Linked DNA regions of Rattus norvegicus: region 1 is linked to region 2. A link is a contact called in public Hi-C data. All regions are on one chromosome and are shown on one strand. The core of a region is the stretch at or near the end of the contact, and the rest is flanking DNA. Distances in the headings are between cores, read along the strand shown. Region 1 holds the start of Nphp3 (nephrocystin 3). Region 2 holds the start of Cdv3 (carnitine deficiency-associated gene expressed in ventricle 3).

What was found. Hi-C and Micro-C count contacts between places; a contact is called where the count stands out from the background.
Region 1: a contact with region 2 is called in a Hi-C map of Schwann cells, with 5 times the contacts expected there. The contact joins the promoter of Nphp3 here to the promoter of Cdv3 in region 2. A contact is called at or near these places in 2 of 12 Hi-C or Micro-C datasets (Schwann cells and frontal cortex) and 1 of 1 datasets of contacts at active chromatin or transcription factors (oligodendrocytes).

What each region holds. Positions count from the first base shown.
Region 1 is chr8:113,496,133-113,503,489 of GRCr8, reverse strand. Nphp3 (nephrocystin 3) reads right to left here and starts at 2,782. Exons shown (of 27, transcript NM_001191882.1): 1 at 2,402-2,782; 2 at 697-822. The coding sequence starts at 2,782.
Region 2 is chr8:112,823,648-112,830,005 of GRCr8, reverse strand. It overlaps Cdv3 (carnitine deficiency-associated gene expressed in ventricle 3), which reads left to right and starts at 3,950. Exons shown (of 5, transcript NM_001014097.1): 1 at 3,950-4,668; 2 at 5,630-5,706. The coding sequence starts at 4,354.

The DNA of each region.
Region 1 (7,357 bases), core at 1,533-4,032, 670 kb before region 2:
TGTGACATGTAACACATTTGTTTCCCTCATACCAAATACCAAACAAAATATCCCCAAACATTTCCAAACACTTCATCTCACCAAAAAACCAAACCAAACCAAAAACAAAAACCCCGCATTCATGGAGGCTGGAGGGGTGGTGCAGTGGCTAAGAGCACCCAGCTCTTGCAGAAAACCTGAGTTTGATTCCTAGCACTCATCTGGGGAAGCTCACAATGACCTGCTCCAAGGGCTCCTACAACTCTGGCCTCCACAGGTACTGCATTCATGTGTGCCCACACACGCACAATATAAAAACAAAGATTAAGAACAAATCCATCCTTCCATCGTTCAATATCTCAACTAAAATGTTCACTTTCATATCTCTGTATCAAATAAACACCACCTAACTGAGAACACAGGCTGCTTTCTTCCCTAGTTCTGTCACCTTCACCAGTGTTACTAGATTTATCTATGTTCTACACAATATCAGAGGGAATTTTTTTTCAAGACACGGTCTCATTGTGTAGCGCTGACTGTCCTGGAACTCACTACGTAGACCAGGCTGGCCTAGAACTCACAGAGATCTGCCTGCCTCTGCATCCAGAGTCCTGGGCTTAAAGGTGTATGCCTCTACAACTGGCTCAAGTAAACTTTTAAAAACTAGCCTTTAATCTATGTCACTTGGAGAGGGGGGTAAGAATACCAAGAATTTACCTTGAATTGCCTTTTAACCCTGTCTCTATCGTGTTCAAATGTGACTGCTCTCTCCATGGCTTGGTATTTTGCTTCTAATGCACCCTCTTTTTCCCGAAGTATCTTCTGGTAAGTTTTCTGAAGTACCTGCAAAGATGAACCTTGTTATCTCCCAAGAAAAACGGCCTTTCATCCATATGTTAAATTCTTACACATATGTATACATATGTTGGGATCTGGCTTTCATCCATATATTAAATTCTTATATATATGTATACATGTGTTGGGATCTGGCTTTCATTCATATTAAATTCTTATGTTTACATATGCTTAGATCTCCACCCTCTACTCACTATTTTATCAATTATCAAGCCCTTCTGTGTTATCAATTATTTCAAGCAAAATAGAAAAAAAATGCAAACATCTTTGAATCCTACTGTACAGGTTCTTCAGAAAATAAGCTTTTTCTTTGAAATACTGTACCAGCTCCAGCATTTTTCTAAGAGAATAAGAAACACAGTTTGTAAGGTTTAGCTTGAAGGTTTCTGTGCTCCTTGGCGTTATATATTAATCATTCTACTGATCACCAGAGCCATTTGCAGTCTAGATCCGTGGCCAGCCCTCCAGTAAATGTCAACATGGCTGGATGAAATAATGAATGAAATAAATGTGTGAGAATTTTCTCAAGATTATGTAGGTAAGAAAGGAACAACAGGTTTCACAGGGAATTGGAATTGCTGATCTGTGACATCTGTCAGTCCCCCCTGCACTGGCCTCTTTATCCTGCTACCCCCTTCTACCTGCCATCTCACATGGTTCTTAGTGGGCAGTGGTGCACACATGAAATCAGACAGGAGGAACGCACAAATCCACTTTATAGGGGCGACAAGCACATTGGCCTTCCAGTAGGAAGCGAGGCCAGCAGGGAGTGAGACCAGCCTCTCAGGTAATATGCTAATAGCACAGCAGTTAATGAAGGGCTTCATAGCTTACAGGAACATGCCAGACTAGAAGGAAGGAGGCTTCTACAAAAATCCGTGCTGTTTATTTAAGTCTTATTTTGACCCGCCAGGAGCTCTTGGGCTTCAGAGATCCCTCCCACAGAAAAGAGGGGCATAAACAAATGATCATCAGAGAGGCTCCCAGCCCATGGCGTATAGTCCCAGGTTTTGCTCTGAGAAATCTGCTTTACCTAGTATCTGAAAGAATAAAAGGCCTACAGTAGCACCGCAGTAACTGTTGAGCCCATTAACTAAATGGACTAAGGGAGTTTGAGTATCCTCAGGGAAGACTTTCAATCACAACACTTAAAAACGATGAAATCAGGAGGTTTCCAGAAAAATTCCTGTCATATCATTAAACCCCAGAATCTGCAGAACTTTGCGAAGAAACTGAGCCAAGAGCTCCATCTTGGAGATAGGTTAAACCGGGAGGAGTTGTGTGAAGTTGCTCTGAGAAATTTTGCGACTTCAGGACTTGGGTTGATCCAACGTGTCTTAATGAATGAACCGGAAACTGAAAGGGGCGGAGGAAGATGCTGACAAGAAATTAGTTTAGACTGAAAAATAATGATTCCTCATAAAGGAGGAGCAGCTTCTGTACATTTAGAAAACAACTTGGTTTGTAGCTGGGCTAGGATGGTGGTGCCACCAAGCGGCTGAGCGACGCTCTCGGGTCTCAGTTTCCTCAGAGCCTCCCGCTCGCGGCGCGCTGGGTCCCGTGTTACCTGCAGCTCCGCCCGCAGCCGCTTGTTCTCCGTGTCCAGCTTGGCCTCTCGGCGACCCATGGACAGCAACTCCTGGTTCTTGCTGACCCGGAAGATCTCGTACTCTTTCTTGAGCCGCTCGAACTCGGCCGCCGCATACTCTAGCTCGGGCACAGACGAGCCGGTGGACTTGAAGCTGGCGCCCAGCAGCCCGCCGGCCCCCGCCGCCCGAGGCAGCGACCCGGGCCCGGCTCCCGCGCCCCTGCGGAACGAGCTACGCAGCAGGCGAGCCTTGGGCTTCACTTCCACCGGGATCTCGCAGGCCTCGCCGCCGCCTGCCCCGTACGTGTCCTCGATCACCTCCCCACCAGCGGGGCTCACCAACGACGAGGCTGTGCCCATGATGCCCGGGGCCGGCTGAGGCTGAGAGCCTGCTGGGTGCCAGGAGGAGGCGGGGCCAAGAGGGCGGGGCTTGCCTAGAGGGGCGGAGCGCGGCGGCGAGAAACCAAAATCAGGGAGGGGCGTGGCCAGGAGCAGGGCTGGTCCGGGGCGTGGCCAGGCCTTCGGGGCGGGGCCGAGATGGTGGGGCGGGGTGCAGCATCGGAGAGGGCGCGTGTGGAGAGAAGAGCAGAGCAGTACGTGAACTGGGTCTGACGATTGGGGAGAAGGGCATAACGTGGCAACTAGAGGGGGCGTGGTGTTGAAGAAGAGTGGCCATCCTGAGAAGGGGCGGAGCCATACTTTCGGGGCGTGGTCGAACACACTGGGGATGTTGGGGCAACCAGAGAGGGGTGGGACGAAGCAGCGAAAGGAGGCGTGATCATCTGAGAGTAGTGTCCGGAGAGGGTGTCGGGCCAGATTTGGGGTGTGTAATCCGGTAAGTGAGGCGTAAAGCAGCAGCAGGGAGAAAGAGAATCACAGTCAGTCGGAGAGGGGGTCCTGGCTGGACAGGGAGGGGGGCGTGGCCAGGAAGAAAAAGTGGAGCCCAGTGGGGTGGAGCCAGGTTTCGGGGGCGTGGCTGGACAAGCAGGACGTGCGCCTCCGAATGAGACCGGGAGGGGAACTGGATAAGGGAGGGTTGCAAGAAATGAGAATCGGGAAGAGAGGAATGGGTAACACGGAGCAGGAGGGCCTGAGAACTTGCTTTGCAGGAATAAGCGGAAGGACTGAGGTGAGCTAGCTGGATGGGACCAGAAGAGCTAGACTCGGGACACCCAGAAGGGAAGGTTCCAGACTAGGCCCAAGCCTACAAGATCCGCTTCCTCTGCGTGAACTTAGTCTCAGTGAGCAAGAACTGGATCACACACCCATCTGCCCCTGCTCCGCTACAGCTGTTTTCTGGGGTTCCTGACTAAGGGGCTCCTTTCTAGAGACAGTTCAGTGCCTAGTGTGTCTCAGGATGCATATAATAAATAATGCCAGGCAGGACAGAACTTCGCAGCATCACCACTGGAACACCCCCCCCCCCCAACCCCCTTCCATCCTTCGATAAGCTCAGGTTTTATAACGTCTGGCAACAAGGACGCTGGGGACCCTATTTTAGACGGAAGGAAATTGTAATGACAGGGTTTGTAGGAAGGGAACACTTGCTATCTTTTTAAAATTCTATTCCAAGTTGCCCTTGGTCTGCTAACTTATTTTCTGACCTATCCCAGATTGGTACCACGGGTTAGAGGGGACAAAAAGGTCAGGAGTGGCTTTGACTCACATTGTTCTGAGGTGGGGCGCTGGTGATCTTCATATATTTCTTCTTAGGCATTCTTGAAAATTCTCCCAGTGCCAGCCATTCTCTCTCTGCCACCATCTGAGGACGGTATTGGGAGTCTCCTTGCCCAAGGGTGATATAATTTTATTCCAGCTCTTGCTTACTCTTTTCCCAGCTGCCAGAAATCTGGTGGCATTTTAAGCATCTGTCCATGCAGAGGCTCCCTGGGCTGACACAAGAGTCTTTGGTGGCTTACTTGACTATAGTTTCATCTGATCCACAGACACCATAGGGATTCTTGGAAAGCCTACTCCGAGACGTAGATAACCAAGCAAGGTGTCTACCAGGGGAATGCTGGGTAGGTACCTGGGACAAGGCCAGGGAGTTGGTATGAGGTTGCCCTGTGTAGCCTTCCCAGCAAGGATCTCAGCCAACCCTGCAGGGATTTTTGAAGTGGGATGGACCTGAGGAGTTGTCCTGAGTTATTTGGGGGTCTAGGACTTATTAAGGCCATCATCTGCTCTCTTTAGCCAGAGGATGGCTGAGAATGATCTGCTCTCAGCACCTTCATAGCTGACGTCAAATTCTTCACTCATCATATCTACCACAAAGCAAACGGCCTTTCCTCCAAAGAACTCTGGGAATGCTGGTCCATTCTAACTACTACCCCAACCCCCACAAACGCCCTGAGCTCCTTCCATCAAATTAGCCGGTCATGTTTTCTCTGACCTCTTAGACATCCTTCTGGCCTTTGTACTCTTCTAAGTTGAAGGATTACGTATTGATTTCTCCAGTTAGTACCGTGAGAGTTCTAAAGGGAAACATTTGCTCTACCTGAGTACCCAAAGAACTGCCCCACATTCTCAGAGCCTTTCTAGCTGCTGATTTCTGATCTCTTTTCCTTCAGAGATTTGAGGATCACTCTCTAGATTTTCCTTCCTTCCCTCCTTCTTTTTCTTTTCTTTCCAAGACACAATCTTCTATAGCCCAGACTGGTCTCAGTCTTTCTTTGTAGTTAAGGATGGCCTTGAACTTCCGATCCTGCTGTGGGCACTACCATCCAACTTGCTGGGGTCCCAGAATGAGTACACAGGAGAAAGCAACTGGTCTGCCTGGGTTCATCTCTCTTTGTTTTTCCTGGCTGCGAGGAAATGTGAGGAGCCTTCTCACAGTCTGGCCACAAGGTCTTCCTGCTGAGAGGGACTGTACTCTCAAATTTTGAGCCAAAATAAACTCTTCCTTCCCTATATCCTCCCTCCCTCCTCCTCTTCTCCTCCCTCCCTCACTTCTTCCTTCCCTCCCTCCCTCCATCCCCCTGTCCCTCCCTCCCTCTCTTCCTTAAATTACTTTTTTGTCAGGTACTTGTCACAATAATGAGAAAAGTAAAACAGCAGTTACCAGCCAGGAGGGGTTTCTTTTTGGTAACCTTTTGGTTGTCGTTTCTATACCACCTGTTATTGGATCTCTTCTGGGCATAAAGGTAGTGCAAGTAACTGATGACCCAGAAAGACCCATTATGAACTTGGTTCTCACAGAGCTCATGGACTAGACTAGTTGTCACTGTCGTCTTTAAATACCTTCAAATGGCTTTGTAGATGCTTCAAACACAAATCCAGGTTTGTGGAGACCCTGGACCTCCCTGCCTTTATAGGCACAATGACAAAGACACCGTCTTTCTCATCAAGTAACTGTACATACATTCCGCCTGCATGTTGACCTTAGGTGAGCACTGATCAATGTCCAAGTGAGCAAGACCAAAGGTGACCATGTGCAGGGGCCTAGCTGGGACCCAGGATGATAGAGTAGTCGCTATATATCATGTTTAATGACTCTAAAGCACAGCAACATATAGGCTAATCTCAATTTCATAATCTATTTTCTTCTATATGCTTAATAGAACCTACCTACCTTAGTCTGCCTTTTGAAAGTGTAACTCTGAGCATAGAGGCACAGTGGGGAGGAGTGAAATCTCTGCAGATAGATGATTTGGGGACAGACTAATAGCAAAGGACTTTGCTGCTGAGAGTGGTGACCTGAGTTCAGTCCTTGAGACTCACATCCTGGAGATAAAAAGCTGACCCTTGAAAGTTGTTCACTGACTTACAAATGCATGTTATAGCATAATTTAAAAAGCACACGAGGAGGGGCTTGTTGAGATTGGGCCTCACTTTGTAGCCCAGGCTGGACTTCACCTCACTTCCTCCACCCCACACTTCCAGAGAGCCTAGATCACAGATATATCACCATACCTGCCTTGGCCACTGCCATTTTTAATACTGCTCCAATTGAAGATACAGTCTGAGACAAGGAGAGGGTACATTTGTGGGACCAAGTGCCAAAGAGAAGTGTAATGCCCTTGTTCAAAACTCCGAAGACTTTCAAGCAACAGCGTCAGAGTGGTAACCCCAAAGGGCAGTTCTTTAAGTGTGGGGCCCGGGGATGAGAAGCATATGGGAGTCTTCATGGGGTCACATGAAGCTGTCCGCTTCCGACTGCATGCCTTGAGTCTGAGTGAGCCCTGCCACTGCCTTGACCAATAAACTGTAGCAGAAGTGGCATCATGACAGTTTCTAAGATGAGTCCCCGAGAGAATGATTGCTCCATTTAGAGTATCCCAGAATTCTCTGGAAGCCTGCAAACAGAGTCTCACGCTGATGAGTTCATGTGTAGGTGGTAGTCTCAGCCAGGCCCAGACTTCCAGCCACCCTTTCCAAAGCCACGTGTGATAAGGTCATCTTGCCTGTTTTGAGCAGCGTACTTATCTGGATGCCAAGTGACTTTAGTACACCCCACCGTGAGCAGAGCCACTTGGCAAACCACAGACTCAGGGGTACAACGAGGTTGCTCTTCCTTTCAGCCACTCCCTTTTAGAAAAATTCTAATTCCCGAGGAAGAAAAAAAAAAAGTGCTTCCATTTGATTTGAGTATCAGTATCAAATTAATAAACATTGATTCCGCTCTTCAAAACATCTCCGAGAAAATGACACTCTAGCTGGTTCTCTGAGTCTGAAGTTTGAAATTACTTGGGACAGCTGGGTGTTGTGGCTTAGGACAAAAGTCCCATCACTGAGGGAGGAGGCTGAGGGAGGAGGATTGCCATTAGTTCTAGGCCAGCCTGAGTAGATTGTAAGACTGTCACACACACAAGAAGAAGGAGGAGGGGGAGGGGAGAGGATGGACATGTAGTCAGAGGGGAGAGGAAAAAGGACAGGAAAGAAGAAAGAAATTGTGAATGAACTATTTGGGTGCTTTTTAGAAATGGAGACAAATTG
Region 2 (6,358 bases), core at 2,701-5,200:
GGTGTTCCGAGGACCCAGAGAGAAATGCCCATGTTTGGAAGGCATTAATCTTTGAAGAAGCCTGCTGTGGTGGTACATGCCTTTAAGTCCAAGCACTCAGGAGGCAAGAGTCATGGCCAGCCTGGTCTATGTAGCAAATCCCAGGCCAGCCAGGGCTGCATATCAAAGCCCATGCCGGCCTCCAGATTCTCTTAGCAGTACAAATATCTGATACAGAGTCCATGCTAGTATCCTGGCTCCCCCCCCCCCCCCCCCCCACATCATCTCATGGTGATGTTCAGTCTACTACTTTCTCTGCTCTGGACTCTTCCAGATGCTTCTTGCTGTACTCTCCCTCACATCTACAATAAAGACTTTCTCTTCAACCATACTTTGGAGAGGTTATGACCTCACTTTATACACATATCAGAGACCCTGTCTCAAATAAGAGACAAAAAAACCCCTACCAGACTTCCTGAAATACCCTAAAATGGCCTCCATTGGTCACTTCCTCTCTCCCAGAAGCCAGGACAAGAGAAGATCTGCTTGGCTTTAAGGATGGAGGATGTCTGCACACACTGGAAGGTTGATATGAGAGTCCCGCAAGGGCTGAGAAATGCTTTGGAGATGGGGGCTGGATAAGGATGAGCGGTGGCCACGGCAGGGTTCAGAGTGCTGTACGGGATACAGTGTTTAATGTGGGTTCTGGAGACTGAAATCAGTCCTTCACACTTTCAAGGGAAGCCACTTATTAACTGAATGAGCATTACATTTGAGTCACTGTGCCTTATTCTGAGTTGAGTAATACCTGCCTTCAACTCTGTAATAATCTGGAAGACAAGATCTAGATACAAATAAACGGGCCAGCATCAATAATCCACGATAGGCTTGAGGGAATCAATGGCCTGAGCAAACGCAGAGAAGGAAGTGCAGCCAAGAGTTGACACAGCAGCACTCCTCCTGTGTGTCCTCAAAATGTGATTGATGGCGTGCGTCCCCGAACTCCACTGTGCGTAAGAAATCGCGGTCAGACTACTAGAGAGCAGTGTCTTTGTGGCCCTGTCACTGTAGTGTCTCTGCAGTGTAAAATGGGTCCCTTCCTCTTTGACTCTCATGCCCTGAGACCAACAGCAGCTATTCCCATGAGCGAGCTGCTCTTGTCAGGTCTCCCCGGTTACCCTCCTCCTGGCTGGTTACAGGGGCCTTTGCAGTCCTAGTTCTGGGGAGGCAGAGACATGTGGATCCCTAATGATCACTGATCAGCCAGCCTGGCTGAATTAGTGCACTCTGAGTGCACCCCAGTGAGAAGCTATGTCCACCAAAAAATACAAAAATAAGAAGGGTGGGATGGCAAAATGGTTCTGCCTGATAACCTGGGCTTGATCTTCTAGATTCCTGCAAGTTGCCCTCTGACCTTGACATATATATCATGGCATTTGAGATCACATACATACTTACACAGATGAAAAAAAATAGTAAATGGCACTTGAGGCCTGCATGCCTAAGGTTGTCTGCTGGCCTCCAAGGAGATCACGGGCACTCAGGTGCACATGCACCACCCCCACACTCACCTACGCCTCCGGCAATGAGAAACGACAGCAAACCATGTTTGTAGTGTGGGCCTATACTCTTAGCACTTTTGGAGACAGAGAGGAGGAGTGTTAACGCTCAGGCTGCCTGGGTTACACAGGAAGACTTGTTTAAGGGAGAGAGAGAGAGAGACCCAGCTGCAGAGATGGCTCGGTGATGAAAAGTCCTCACCGCTCCTTCAGAGAGGCCTGTGCTCAGCTCCCATATCAAGTGCTCACAATAAATCTGGGTCCAGGAGTTCAAATGTACAGTTACATTCGTGAACACACACACACACACACACACACACACACACACACACACACACATCAAATAAAAATAAATATATCTTTTTGAAAAAGAGAAAATGGGTAGGGGTACAAGTGATAAAGTGGCTCCAGGACACAGGAGACAGCTTTGTAAACAATGGTGGGAACCCCAGGTGGTGAACACCTTTAATCTTAGCAGAGGTAGGAAGATCTCTGAGAGTTCAAGGCCAGCCAGGGCTACACGGGGTTACTCCATCCTAAAAACAAACGAAATGAAACAAAATAAAAAGGAGACCAACAACAAAAGCTAATTAGAAGTTGGTGAATCAAGACCATCCTTGGCTCTGTCTACTAGAGTGTTCAAGGTTAATTTAGGATACTTTAGACACTGTCTTAAAAAGAGGGGGAGGGGGCAGGAAAGGGCAGAAAAGGAATGAAAGAGGAAGAAAAATAAGGAAGGTAAAAAGAAAGTTTGCCAAGAGGTGTTAAGCAAAGCTGGTGGCACTGGGCACTGCTGAACTTGGACAATACCACAGGAAGATACGTGGTGTCACAAAAGGAAGTCACCTAGGAACCATCCTGTGTTGGGGGAAGGGGATTAAATATGTCTGCTTCTTAACCAGATGTGGTGGCACACATCTTTAATCCCAGCACTTAGGAGGCACAGGCAGGTGAATCTCTGAGTTTGAGGCCAGCCTGGTCTACAGAGCTCCAGGACAGCAAGGGCTACACAGTGAAACCCTGTCTCAAAAAATAAAACAAAAGAAAGGTCTGCTTATTGTTGGCTACAGCTGTAGGGCCTTAGCCACGACTAGGGAAGGACTTCTAAGGGAAGACTTGTGGAAAGACAGCTCTCCATTTACTGGCTGGGTTCTATCTTTCCCACAAGGCTACAGACCCAAGCCTTGGTTGTCACAGCTTTTTCCTCTACCCTGAAGAGGAAGCAGAAGTTTAAAGCATACCCAGGCCACACTTCTCACTGGGACGCGTACATTTGATTCTCTAGGGCCCCAAAATCAAGTCACGTGCAAACGAGGATATTTTTGATTCTCGTTTCTATATCTTGTGATTGTTCCCTTTCTCTGTCCTAAGATCCAAAATGGAGGCCAAAGTTAAATTGTAGCCATCATTCAAACTCAAGTCAGAGCAGAAGGAATTCTAGGTGCAATCGCCTGTATTGGGTTATTCACTGTTTAGCAGCTAGAAAGCCGGACTAGGAAGAACGGAAAGCCCTAGCATCACATAACCTAGGCACGGCGGTAGTAGAATGCCTGTGCTCTCGGCACTTGGATGGTGGAGGCAGGAAGATCAGATTATCTTTTTTCTGTTTGGCATTCAGAGCAACGTGGGATACGTGAGACCTGGTCTCAAAACAAACAAAAAGCTTCCTGGGTTGAAGCTTTTTGTCAAGGGTAAAGTATTCACTCAGTACGTGACATGCACCTGTTACACCCTACCACCAAAATCACATTCCCAGCTATTCTCCACTTCACAAGAGCTAGTGTTAGAGGGTCAGATTTATTTAACTTGGCCCTGGTAGACACATCTTGTCCAGGATGGAGTTCAAAATCAGCTCCCTTTCATTCATGTACTGCTTATTTAAGGTTCTTCCATAAATGGAACTACGAATACTTATCCAGTGCTCATCAAAAGCATTCCATTCAGAAGAAAAGTAATAGGTGCCCGACCAGAGAGGGTGCAAGTACCGAAAAGCGGGGCAGGAGGAACGAGATTGAACGTAGCTGGCTTAACATGGTCTCTTTCCTTTTCCTGAAAGTTCAAACGCCTACCAGGCCACAGTCCTGGCGAGCAGACGCACGTGTACCCTACGCATGCGCGCAACGAAGGCACAACCGCCCCCTCCGGCTGGTCTTCTTTAGCCAAGTCACCAACCCTCTAAATGCCCGCCCTCAAGGCAAAATCCTTGGCCAATCGGAGGCAGGAGCCATTAGGGACGTCACTTTTTGCATACACCCGCTTCTCCCCGCCCCCACACAGGGCACCGCCCCGTCGAAGGAACGGATTGTCACCTAAGCGCTCCGTCCCGGCATCTGATTGGCTCTCCCGGAAGACCCGCCCCCTTCTCGTCCCGCCGCCCGCCGCCCGCCCCCCTCGGCGCGCCCACAGCGGCGGGCGGAACCGAGCGCGCAGGCGCGGCGCTGCCTCTCTCTGCTGGTGGCCCGCCCTCCCTCCTCCCCTCCCTCCCCTCCCCGTCCCCTCTCCCCTCCTCAGGCCCGCGCGTCTTCCTCCCGCACGCGCCGTCGTTAGCCGAGCGCTCGCCGGTGCGCGTCTTCCTTGTCCCACAGGCAGCGGGGCGGGCGCGACCCTGCTCCACGCTCGCGGTCCCGGCGAGGATCGTACCACCGTTCCCCGGAGCGCGGGGGTAGCCGGCCGCCCTGCCGCCTGCGCCTCGGCGACCCCGCGGGGCTGAGGCGACGCCTCACCCGGCAGCCTGAGCGCACAGCCGGCCTTGACCCAGAGCTCCGAACCGCGAGCGCCGCGCCCTCCGCCGGCCCCACCCATCCGGGCAGCGGCCATGGCCGAGACCGAGGAGCGGAGCCTGGACAACTTCTTCGCCAAGAGGGACAAGAAGAAGAAGAAGGAGCGGAGCAGTCGGGCGGCCAACGCGGCGAGCGGCGCGGGCGGGAGCAGCGCGGCGGCGGGCTCCAGGCCGGGCGACGGCGGGAGCTTGGGCTCCGGTGCCAGGTCGGGAGACGGCGGGAGCTCGGGCTCTGGTGCCAGGTCGGGAGACGGCGGGAGCTTGGGCTCCGGTGCCAGGTCGGGAGACGGCGGGACCTCGAGGTCGGGAGACGGCGGGAGCGCGGGCCCCGGCGGCAAGGCCATAACGAAGGTGAGGGTCGGGAGCCCGGCGGCCGGCCGCATGTGCCCGCCCCCGCGGGCCCGGGAGCCCACGTGATTCGGGCTTCGCACGTCGGGCGAGCTCGCGGCCCCCGGGGCTCGTCTGGCCGCCCCCGTCCGCCGTCTTCCGCGCGCCGCGCCCTCTGGGCCACGGGGGTTGGGGCGGGCCGCGGTCCCCGGGTGACGTGTATCTGAGTCCTCGTTGTCCCACTTGAGCCTGGTTGGGGCTGGATTTTATTTTCTTAAGGTGTTCAAAGTCTCTGTGCCGCCGGTGTAGCGTGGCTTGCTTTCCCAGCGCGGCCACGTAAAGCTAGGAATTGAGTTGTGGAATTTCTGTCGCTTTTTCTCCGCCACTCAGCTTGCCCCGTAGTTGGTTTTAAGTAAAAGCGGCGGCAGAGGGGGTGTTTGGTAACCAGGCACGTGTCGGGATCTTGCAAGGACGGGCTAACTTTACAGCCCAGCCACTAGACCCATTTTATTTTTTTGAGACAAGGTCTCACTGTGTAGCCCTGGTTGGCCTCCAATTCACAAAGAACCTCCGACCTCTGCCTCTCCGGAGTACTGGGATTAAAGGTCTGTGTCACTGTCTGGATTTTTTTTAAATTATTTTTAAAGATCGCATTTATTTGCCTGTTTGTGTGCACGCACTCATGTGTGTGTACGTGTCCGGCGAGGTTAGAGGCCGGGGTTAATTCTCTCCACCACGTGGGCCCGGAGAATCAGACTATGGTCCTCGGTTGTTGACTTGCGGGTTCTTATACCAGCTCAAGAATCCTGGCGGCCCCTGATCTAATTTATTCTAGTCTGAAATCTGTTTACCAAGATCTCTAATTAATCAGATGTTTTGCAGGTACCTTTACCTGTTGGGGAATCGCGATGGCCCTTGATACCTCTTTTTCTTAGTCTAAAACGTGCTTAACACAAACTCTAATCAGATGTTGTTTCTTCCATAGGATGAAAATGAGTGGAAAGAATTTGAACAAAAAGAGGTTGATTACAGCGGATTAAGAGTTCAGGCAATGCAAATAAGGTAGGGTGTGATTACACGTGGGATTAGATAACCTGGTTGCAGATGGAAGGACTGCCCGTGTTTAGGTCGTGGTCTCCAGCAGGCCTCTGGTGTCATTAAATTAGCTGCCAATTCTAAAATCCTGTGAGAGTTTCCCGATTTGCAACTGTTTGGATTTTTGAGTTGATTAAAATGGGTATTTGTCATTTTTAAATTTTTAACACTTAGTGTTTGAACTTAGGTGGTCTTCCCTACCCCCAGTAAGGTTTCCTGTAGCTCATGCTGCCCAGAGAACTTACTGTGTAGCTGAGGATAAGGAGGGTTTTTTGTTTGTTTGTTTTCAAAAACATTTGAAGTGTTTTGCCTGTGTATGTCTGTACCGTCTACTGGATTGGAGTTACAGCTGTTGGTGTGTCTGGTGCTGGGAACTGGATCCCGATCTGTGGGAGAGCACTGAGCTGTTCCTGACCTTGAACCCTTGCTTCTAAAAGTGTCCACCTGAATGTGTGCTTGGTTTCGCTTCTCCTTGTTCATATTTAGTAAGGTGGATTGTAGTTCTCTCTGGGAAACAAGTTGAGATACTTTTGCAATTGCAGTTGAGGATACTTCAAACATCATAGATCTGTATTCACACTGAAGCCACTTTGAGTACTCATACCCCCCCCCACACACA